Linked DNA regions of Mus musculus: region 2 is linked to region 1. Evidence: chromatin contacts called from public HiChIP or PLAC-seq data. All regions are on one chromosome and are shown on one strand. Each heading gives the region's core, a stretch centred on a gene start, on an enhancer-like site or on the middle of the called end of the contact. The rest is flanking DNA. Distances are from core to core; before and after follow the strand shown.

Region 1 (5,248 bases), core at 1,889-4,388:
GAGTCTGGCTTATCCAGTGAGAGTGATGCTACCTGCGAATAAACGCGAACAGGCAGCCACACCTGTGATCCACGCTATCTTTCCATTACATTCACTCCTACTCCTATGACCTATGTTACTCTAACACAACAAACTTGAGACCATTCCTAGCATTGTTTAATCTAGTGCCTCTTAATGGGCCATTTGTCTTAAAGCTCTCAACTATTTGTAATTTCAGATATATTTCTTTAAATTTGGAGAGTAATTTTTAGATAACAATTATCATTAATATCTATCAATGAGGCCATATACAAAGGTGTAGCATAGATTTATAATTACAATGCATTGAAGAATACATAAAACATACATGTAAATTCTTATAGGTTAGTAATTTAGGAAACATTGAGTTGTGGGGTTTATCATGTGAAGGCTGGAGCTTCCCATCAGCGCTAAAATGGTGCAGCTCAAGTATGAGTTATTTTTTAAGTACGTGAAGAATTTTGTATATTAACATTATACACCAAGCTAACATTCCTTCAGATTTTTTTCTATTTATTTGTAAAATAAACACTATATCCCAGAAGGGTGGCAATTCTATTGAAAAAGGTCAGCTAGAAATCTGTTTCCTTTCAAACCACAGACAACTGTTGCAGGACCTTGTGAAACAGTTGAAGACTCAGATGTAGGAAAACAGGGTTAATAGGGTTTGACCCTAACCAACATTAAAGCAAATACATTTGATGATAAAACATATCTGTAAACATTTTATCAAAAATTCTCCTGAAGCATAACAAAAAATTGGTATTTTAACTGGGAACTTACTGAAGTAGGTTCACAGCACAAACATAACTTGAATCCACTTAGGCCAAAACATCTGTTTCCTTAACTTTCATGATCTTCATGTTCTGCCTGCCTATCCCACTGGGATTGACCGATGCATGTTGTATGAGAACACAAGTACGACTGAACTGTGGAAGGAGCACACACTGGGGCAAACCTTGAGGGCCTAGACTCTTTGGAGGCTTCACAGGCACGATGCAACAGTATCCACTACGGGAGCCACACTGAAGCCTGGAACTGTGCAGTCAGCATTTTAAACTATCATGAGCTACCTTCTGAACCATCGCCAAGTTAATAGACAATGAAAGATAATGAGCTTGAAATTGGGTGTTAAATTGCATTTTTGGTTCTCTCCCTTTTTGCTGAAGTTTAACTGTTTCCTGGAGAAATAAAGTCATGTTTTCATGCATCACTCTGTAAACATGTATTTTAGGCCTTGAAACAAGAGAGGGGAAAGGCAGGAGTGTATTTCATGCTGAAGGTTATATATTAACAAAGGAAATTAGAAGTTTCTGAATTATAAAAGAACTAGATTGTAAACTACATTAGCCTTAGAAAAAATGAAGACACTACGGTCAAAGTCCATCAAAAGGTGAATTATTCATGGCCTGGAGCTACCTCTGAAACCCAGAAAGCAGACCCCACTTCAGCTCCTTACAGTGTTGTGGGGGCTCTTTGTGCTGTTTCACAGTGTAAGAGGCTGGACTCAGGTAAGGCGAGAGGGACTGCTGAAGGTACTATTGATATGAACCATTTGCCTTGACATTTTCAGCTAAGACCCATGGACCTGACTCTAAATAAATGGAATTTTTAAGTCTCATTTTAACCAGAATGAGGGGAATACAACTTTTGAAAGGTGCCTTTAAAGCAGTTCAAAAACCAACAACAAACTTCACTAATGTCATTCAGCTAAATTTTTGAGGCCTTAAGATTTCATTATGATGGGAAGAAAGGCTTATTCTTATTAGTATAATTGTGGAGTCTTCCCTTCACTTCCTTTTAAACTAATGAGTTACATTAATCCAGGTTCATTTTTATAAGCCTCTTGAGGCTAAATGTACAGGACAGTCATCTTAGAAAACAATAAATTAAAAAGCAAGCATGTAGTGTGCATGGAGTGCACGTATTTCCTAAGACCTAGGTTAATACAACTGGCATGCAGTTTAATTAATCCTTGTTAGTGTAACAACCAACACCCCTCCCTAGCATGTTTCCTTTAAACATTAGTATGTTAATTAGATGTTTTTTTTTTAAATTTTCTTTGTACTTAAATGTGGCATTTCTAGCACGTAAATTTCTTCTCAATAGCTACCTTATAAAGATGTTTTCTTATAATATCTGGCCTCTTGCAGAAACTCTTGAGCCGTTTTGAAAGCTGTTCAGGTGTGGAATACAGATACTCAGCTGCAGGAAAAACAGATACATTTTTAATGAAACAAAAACCTCAAAGCACACACTCGATATTAGTCACTTTACTAATTAAAAATGCATATTGCTCTGTGCCGCCTCATGTTTTACATTATTTAAGCATGATTTTATAAGGTTACCTCAGCTCACAAGGATGTTTAATGCTAAATAAGACTGTGTAGTTGTGCTGTTTAGACATCTCCTCTGGGTGATTAAAATACATTATTCTAATGCAGCACAATGCATATGTGATATATTTAGTGATGAGAATTTTTCAAAGAACCAGTACTGTAGCTGTACGTACTCTGTACAACAGTTGCATATTATTAACTAGTCAATTGTTTAAAGAATTTGGTATGACTTTCAATCCTCGAATTTTCTCTGTGTATATCATTAAAAAAAAAATCTGTTAGCAATTGCAGCAGTACTGACCTGCTTATAAAAATCCGTCATTATGAGATGTGTATGCTAACAATAAAGAATGCTATTTGAAAACTTGCTTTTTTTGTTATCTTAAAAGAACAGATGGTAAATATAAGCTTACTCTAATGTATTAAAACACATAAAATTTTCCTTAACACTAACATGTTGACTTGCCAAATAAACAATTGCTCCTACTTAAGTTTATTTTCAAACTTTTAGTTTAGCATGAATCCTGTATTAAATCACAACAAAGAAAAAGCACATGAAAGCAGCTACCTGGAAAGATCTCAGGATAGACCAAGGCTTTGGGACAGAGTGGGTAGCAGCCACAGTACACAGCTTCCAACCTGCAGAAATGTCAGAGAGAGGACAGGAGGACAGCAGGCGTGAGCATTACAGTCAGAAGGATCTGTCTGTCTAAGACAGCAGTGAGAGAGAGCCCAGAGCTCCCCGGGACAAAAATCATGCTCGGCTGGCTCCTAACCGCCAGAGCTGCTCTTTGCGGGAGCCTATTGACCATACCCGACTTTGCTGGGACAGAACCCGCAGCATATGCTCTGTTCACTGAATTCATCAAAGCGCAGCGCTGCATTTTTGTTGTTTCTAAAATACTGTTTAACACATTTTATAATCAGCAGATAAACACATTCAACAACATGGAAAAGTATGGACAGCTTTTCTTAATAATGCTGCAAAGACTCAGAATGTTCATTTTTCAAAAAATGTTTAAATAAAATAGCAAATACTTTAGCAGGGAAGCCGTAGAAATGATCGAGGCACTTTTAAAGCAGCAGAAAAAATTTACAATCTGTTGTGATGGGCATTTTCAGTTCAAGCTCGTGCTTGGAAACAATTTGTTATTATGCAGATGTAAAACTCTCCAATTGTGGAAAAACTCTTGTTCAGATCATTTTAATGAACATTTTGCTCTTCTGACTGAAAATCAGCTTACTTTCTATTTTATCAGAATAGTTTTACTACTAAACAAACACAAAGTTCTGCATTGAGAGTCTTCCTAGGGACTATCTCTGCGAGTTTTCTTCCTGTCCCAGGGGTAGGGGGCTAAGGAGAGGGAAGGCATTGCCCCTTGCAGTCCTGCTAGGTTTGCATAATGGCTATTGATTTGACGTATCACAAACCTTGAAGATACCACTGTCATTTCTGTTGGCTAGAAATTATGCAGTGAAATTCAAAACACTCTTTAAAATATGTTTATTTTATGAGAAACTTTGAATTGCATCCAAAATGTTGACCAAAGGCGGAATTTATTTTGAACTGCAGATTTTTTTTCAGTCCAAGAATGATCTGAAGTCATGTCAATGTTTACCTTGTTTATTTACAGTGACAGAGTACATGCAATTTAAACTGTTTTTAAGTGGGTGATGGTGTCCCTATTTTTATGATGTTAAACTGAAATTAGTTTAAAGAAAAAGTATTTACTTTGAGCTACAATTTTTGGAAAAATACTAAGTTGTTACCAAACACAATAGAAATGCAAAGGTTTTAGTTACCAATTATCAACTGCAGAAGACAAGCTATCTCACCCTTTCCTAAATGTATAAGTATGATAAGCACAGCTCTATGTTACCCTGTGCTGTAGTACAAATCATAAAACAAAAAACTTTTGAGAATGTCAACCTTGATGCACTTCACAAACCATAAAAAAAAAAAAGCAAGCCCAGTGCCTGAAGTCACTCAGTTCTAAAACGCTGTGCCAACGGAAACGCGAATACACATAAACAGTCTCTTATAATCACATAAAGTTAAGGGTAAAGTCACAGGCATGTCGGAAAGTGCAGATTATCTGCTTTTCAATAATGGATTTGAATTATTCTATACCCAAAAAGAAAATCACAGGCTGATTTTCATTTTGAGTCATCATATGAGTATATACCATACTATTTCCAAAATGCCTCTACCAATTAAAACATCATACAATAAGACAGGAACAGCATTATTTGATATAAGAGGGAAAATTAAACAACAATAACAACAACCTAGATTTTAGTTTTTATTTGCAAATAATCTAATTCATACTTAAGGTTCTAACTTATTCAACAACCAGAACAATCTCTTTTGGCTAGTTTTGACTTGTTAAAATACTAGTGTTAATATTTAGCTTGAGAGTACATTTTAAAATACATGATCAAATCTATAATATTTAAAAATAAATCACACATCATACTCATAAGTTCCTCATATTTTGTTATTCTGAAAACACTCCTGATAATACAATTATTCATCATTTCGATCCTTATGCACTACCAGTTAAATAATAAATAGGGTTCCAATTGATCTATTGTTAAAATGACTAGTAAATGACCTTTTTATTCCAATTAACAAATCATCAGCTAAATCTATGAATCTTAATATTCAGATCTATTCACTTCAATTCATACAATTTATCTGCAAATAGTTGTTGGGCTTTTGATTCTAAATATAATTAGCTGATAATTTTGCTTGGCTGAATTACTTTTCTGGAGGGCCTGCAAAGGCTCTCAGTCGCATTATCTAGCAATAATGAATCTGATAGGTGAAATTTTTTACTGTAATGAGGATGAGACACAGTTGTGACACCTGAGTCTACTAATAACAGAAG
Region 2 (5,248 bases), core at 2,483-4,982, 430 kb after region 1:
GACGATGAAGAAACACTGTTGTGGTCTAAGTTTATGCTAGTAGCTTTTGTTTTGTTCTTTGTGGCTATAATACCTTTGGGTTCTCTCATTTGTTTTGGTAATGACAGGTCCAACGGCTCAGCCTGCAGCTCCTCGGAAGAGAAGCTATTTGGAGTGTACGAGCTACTGTGGGAGTTTTTAGAAGATGTGGAGGAAAGATTTAAAGGAGAAGGAGTATTACTCCTCGAGTGGTCCAGTTTATCAACTGCTTTAATATTGGTGAAATGGGAAGATTTTGTTAGCCTGAGAGGAGGATCACAACTCGTAACACTGTTGTGGAGTTCTGCTATAGATGGCGATGTGATGGAGTCCATAGGTTTTACAGGAGACCTGGGTAACAAAGAGTCTTTTGTGGTGGGGTTACTGTTGGGAGCTAACGGCTTGGAGGTCCTTTCCAGTGATGGTGACCTGGAATTCGAATACTGGTAGACTTTTCTTTGCTCAAACCATTCCTTCACAAATTCCTGAGGAAGGCCCACAGCAATGGAGATTTTCAGCAGTTCATCAGAGTTGGGCTCCATGTTCATAGCATAGTATGCTTTCAGTACAGACATGTGGTCCTTGTATGGGTTGATGGGGCTTGTCAGTCCTTTCTCGGAAAGTACAGATGACAAGAGGAGGGCTTTATTATCAACAAAAACTCCAGCTTTGTTGGGGACTATGTTTTCATGAGGTTGCAGGACTGCCTTGATCTCTTCATTCATCTTACACAGGTATCGTTCATGCTGATGCAGGGGAATAGGGCCCGGGAAGCTTTCTTTACAGAACTGGCATGAAAATGGAGTGGATATGCTGTGGTTCTCAATCATTTTATCATCAGTGACCAAATCTATCAAAGTACGCAACTTCTCTTTCTTTATGTTACTGATCTGTCTCCTTGAGTCGGTGGTCAAGCTCTGGAGGCAAGCTTTGGCTTCATTGACTTTCTCTAAGGTATAGTCAATAATACTTTTAGTGGCACCGTTATGACTCACTACTGGAAGACCGACAGGGGGAATATTGGGAGAAGTTACCCCTTGTTCTTCTGGCTGAGAACATGGATCCTTCATGTGATAACCTTTCAACTTTGAAATGTCTTCCGTCTTGCAGTCCATCTTTTGCCTAGAAACCGTATTGTCCACAATCTGTAGAACCTTTTGTACCTCACTCAAGTTACTATTCATAGTGGGAAATCCAAGTAAAGGGGCTTCCATCCCTACACCTAAGTGCTGCATTGGACTCTGAGCAGATGGGTGTACACCTAAAGGGCTGGTGGCTCCAAGCCCACCGTTCATAAAGGGACTGCTGCCACTAAACCCATGTGTTGCCATAAGAACTTTATAGTCATTGAAGTCTAGTGGTTCTGTTTTAATCTTAAGTAAGCCTGTCTGCTCAGACATGCTAAGTGGTTTTCCATTTTCCAACTTGTTCCTTAACTGAGTAATGGCTGAGTTAGTAGGAGAAGAAGAAACAGAATTAGGGGAAGAACCCGTCTTGATATTGTTTCTCATTCGGCCATTTACTGATATTAAACCAATACATTTCTTGCTGCTGATATGTGAACTGTAGGACCCAGAATGAGAGAAGCGTTTCTTGCAGTTTGGGCATTCGTAAGGTTTTTCACCTGAAAGGATAATTAAAATTAGCATTAGATTTCTTCATTTAGGTAACATGCAAAGTTGTCTGCCAAGATAAGAATCTGTGAAACCAAATGAAATTAATCTAGGTGTCGAATGTAGGTGGACTCTACATTCTAGATGCTTACGTCAGAGTTATATGACCATAACTATCTCTGGATTTTATCTACCCCCAGTGGACATAATTCAAGATGTAAGCTGTGGAAGGTAAAGGCTCTCTACGCCTTTTTCAGTTAGAATCCCAAATCTTGTCAGGCCATCAGCAGCCTCCTATTTAAACAGAGTGTCAGATTAATGTGTGGTCAATAGCACAATAAAGATGTCACAGTATTTAAAGGGAAGTGTAGCCATGGCTTTAATCAACTCTGTGGAGACCCCATTGATTCTACCAATTCAACTAGTTCTTTGAATAGCATCCAATTTGGTAATAAAATGCTTGGCAGAGCTATCAAACTATGTATAAAGCAGAAATCTCAGCGGTAGGATGTGGGTTTATGATGTATAGCTATCAGGAGTCAAGAAATGGTTAGCATATGCAAGTTCCTGTCCAATTTTCTCCCACTTTTTCTTGTAAGTTTAGGTATCAAAAAAAAAATGAATATCTTTCTGAAATTGCAGCCCAAATATCTCCAGGTCAAAGTTATACGGTTTTGTAAAAGTCTCTAGATTTAGCAGAAAACACAAATCAAAGCCCTTGTGAATTGTAAGAAGGATAAGCATTTATAGGATACCATAAGACTCTCCAAGACTCCTAGAGCTTATGAAATAAAGGGGTAAGCCCACAACACTCCACCCGGGACTGTGTACACTGAAAAGGTCTCCACAATCTTCTCTAGTAGGAAAGAATGCAATGCAGCGACCCCCCTGTGACTCACCACTGTGAATTCTCAGGTGTTCTTTCAGGTGGTGCTTGTACTTGAAGGCCTTGCCACACTCCGTGCACTTGAACTTGCGGTTACCTGCTCCTTGGGTTAGCATTTGGTGCTGTAAAAGGAGAAAAATGGCCGTCATCTTTGTTCAGGAGGCACAAAGGAGCTTGCTTAGGAATCTTTCCCAAGACCTCTTTTTTAGACAGGCTGAGAGGTCTGAGTTCATGCTTATTTATCTGGTCAGACTTTCAGAGTTGCAATAAAAGTGGTAATGCTGGTAATAAAATGGGAATTTTTCTCTTTTAAGAAAGTGCTTCCCGTGCACGTCGGACCCTTGCTTCACAATTACGCCTGACATCTTTTTTCTACAGCATTTCTTTGACCCTTGAGATGAGAAGTATGATTGTAGAGATGCTCATGGCTCCTTTTGGTTTAGTGCAGAATCTGAACCCTAAAGGCTTCCTTTCAAAACACGGCTGGCTTGAGGAGGAAAAAAATACTTTCCTGAAAATTATAAAATTGTTCTTTTCTTTTAACCCACACTTAAAACAAATTTTTGTGAAGTTTTCTGTTTCCAGGTAAAAGTGTAAACTAAATCAAACTGAAATTTAAAGAAATGGAGACCTCTCCCCACCCCCAAATAAAAGACAAAATCAAAAAAAAAAAAAACCCTTTGACTATAAATATTTGGTATGCCTGTTTAAATATCCCATTCACTGTGCTACTGGCCCATGTTAACTGTGTTTTTCTTAGGTGCTGCCTATCAGATTTGATTCATTATCAAATAAGAGACAACATCTTGGGTTATGTCTGCTTGAACAGCTTTATCACAAGTCAGTAGGAAAGACTTCAATGACATTTCATTTTCCGTTTTAGTAGTGTGCAAGAACCAACAGAAAAAAAAAAGTTTGCTGAAAAGACAAGTTAGAGGCAGCACAGATACCATCCAACACCGCTGACCTTTTTGAACAAGGGGGAAACGCAGTGTGACTTGAAATTCTAAGGGGGAAAAAAAAAAACAACAACCCAACAGTCATCCACTCTGGATGCTCAAGGTAGGAGGCCAGCCTTTTTCTGCAGCAATGACACAAAAGCCTTTTGCAAAAAGACAGCCCAGAAACGGTGTGACAACTGCTAGGGTGTGCTGAATCTTCCCACATTCCTAGTGAGACAGATGGTGTTACATGGGACACAGGGAGGTTTGTTCAAACAGCAGCAACCTTCAAAGATCAAGCGGAGCCCAACCCGCCGAGCGCCATTGAGGGACCAGTGCTCATATGTTGCCGAGTTGCATAAACAAACAGCAACAGCTGCTTTGTCTCCCCCACAGCCCTCAGAGGACTACTATAAACTTTAGTTGTGCCACTGTTAATATGATACAATCATTTTAATTTACTAATTGTAAATGCCATGAGCAAATGAGGGGACTTTTCAACACCAAAGCTACCATTCATAATGCGCCAACACAATCACACTTCTGCATGTGAAATTTAAAGCAGTTATACTAGATAAATATCTAGGCTTTTTTTTTTTCCTAGAGTTTTTTTGTGCATAGAAGCATGAGAAGATAAACTGTTACAAAAGTGTAACTGCACAAGCGTATTACTTATAGCTGATCTTTGGAAAACATTCAACTCACAAGTCCAATCAGAAACAAATGGTGTGATAATGTGATATAGTGCCTTAAATAGTAAAAATTTGTAACACAGTATTGCCATTCTTGCTTAATTGAGTTTGTGTCTTCTTTTCCTTATTCAAAGACAATAAGGCCTATGAGGACAAATCGGAGTTTTATAGAGAATGTCATATTTAACCATCTCAAAAATATATAATATCAAAGTTCATTTAGGGGCAATTCTGTATCTGTAGGACCAGTTATTGTGACTTATGAAACACCATTACTGTGACCACCCAACACATCATAATATCAATTTGCACAGTCAATTCTCCCAGGAGGATAGAAAGAGCAGTTTTGCTGAAACATTTAAGAGATGCTGTGAATTAGCCCTACTCAGTCATTTCAAGGATTTAAGACCCTATTCCTACCTTTCCAAGCCAGAGTTCTTATTTTTAAAACAAGTAGGCTAAAAGAGGCAGAACAATTTTGGCATTTAACTACAAGCATGTATATTGAGATGGAGTCATTTTAATTATAACCAATGTTTTTTATCATTTATCACTTTTCCAATTTATTATGTGTATATGCATATAACTTATATGGCCTTTCTATCTCCTTAAAAACATATTTCATAAATTAGTAAGCTTGTAAAGTATTCTAAGTAATTTAAAAGTGTTTCGTGACAAATGAGAGAAATATGCACTTCTTTTGCTATGTATTAGGTCCTATATAAAAAAAAATGCCTAAGCAAAACTAGGTGAAAAATGGAATTAAAATTGCTGAGATGTTTAATAATGTATAATTAAAATGCTACAATTTCATTCACTTTTTGTGGAACATAAAAATGAAACTAAAGTCAAGTTAAAGTGCAAATAAAATTTCTAAATTAGAAATTAACACACTCATTCGATCGTGAACATAAGACTATTAAATCATATTAGAAGAGACCATCAAAAAATCATTTAGACCTCAATTAAAGCTATTACCATTAAAAGATCTGCATCTTCAAAATGCCATGAAAAATTAATAATGATTGCCAATCAAAGCAATATCGTTTCTCTAAGGGGTTATTATAGAAAGAAATCACTTAGAACCAACCCCCACCT

The links. HiChIP or PLAC-seq counts read pairs in DNA pulled down with a chosen protein or histone mark.
Region 2: a contact with region 1 is called in an H3K27ac HiChIP or PLAC-seq map of VIP interneurons, with 4 times the contacts expected there. The contact joins two enhancer-like sites. A contact is called at or near these places in 3 of 39 promoter capture datasets (the 3T3-L1 cell line, 3T3-L1-derived adipocytes and liver), 3 of 484 Hi-C or Micro-C datasets (cerebral cortex, cortical neurons and forebrain), 1 of 115 datasets of contacts at active chromatin or transcription factors (VIP interneurons) and 1 of 9 other capture datasets (adipose tissue).

What each region holds. Positions count from the first base shown.
Region 1 is chr2:44,568,288-44,573,535 of GRCm38.p6, forward strand. It overlaps Gtdc1 (glycosyltransferase-like domain containing 1), which reads right to left. Exons shown (of 11, transcript NM_001362987.1): 9 at 2,926-2,996; 10 at 2,132-2,223. Among named protein-coding and RNA genes, the nearest start is that of Gm39806, 70 kb to the left of the region's middle. Within about 2 kb of position 3,139, at least 24 of the 459 cell types and tissues checked have an H3K27ac peak or open chromatin away from gene starts, as enhancers often do. A contact at or near this core is called in VIP interneurons and cerebral cortex, where this site is marked.
Region 2 is chr2:44,996,354-45,001,601 of GRCm38.p6, forward strand. Zeb2 (zinc finger E-box binding homeobox 2) reads right to left here. Exons shown (of 10, transcript NM_015753.4): 6 at 5,247-5,248; 7 at 2,531-2,639; 8 at 1-1,642. Among named protein-coding and RNA genes, the nearest start is that of Mir5129, 24 kb to the right of the region's middle. Within about 2 kb of position 3,733, at least 43 of the 459 cell types and tissues checked have an H3K27ac peak or open chromatin away from gene starts, as enhancers often do. A contact at or near this core is called in VIP interneurons and cerebral cortex, where this site is marked.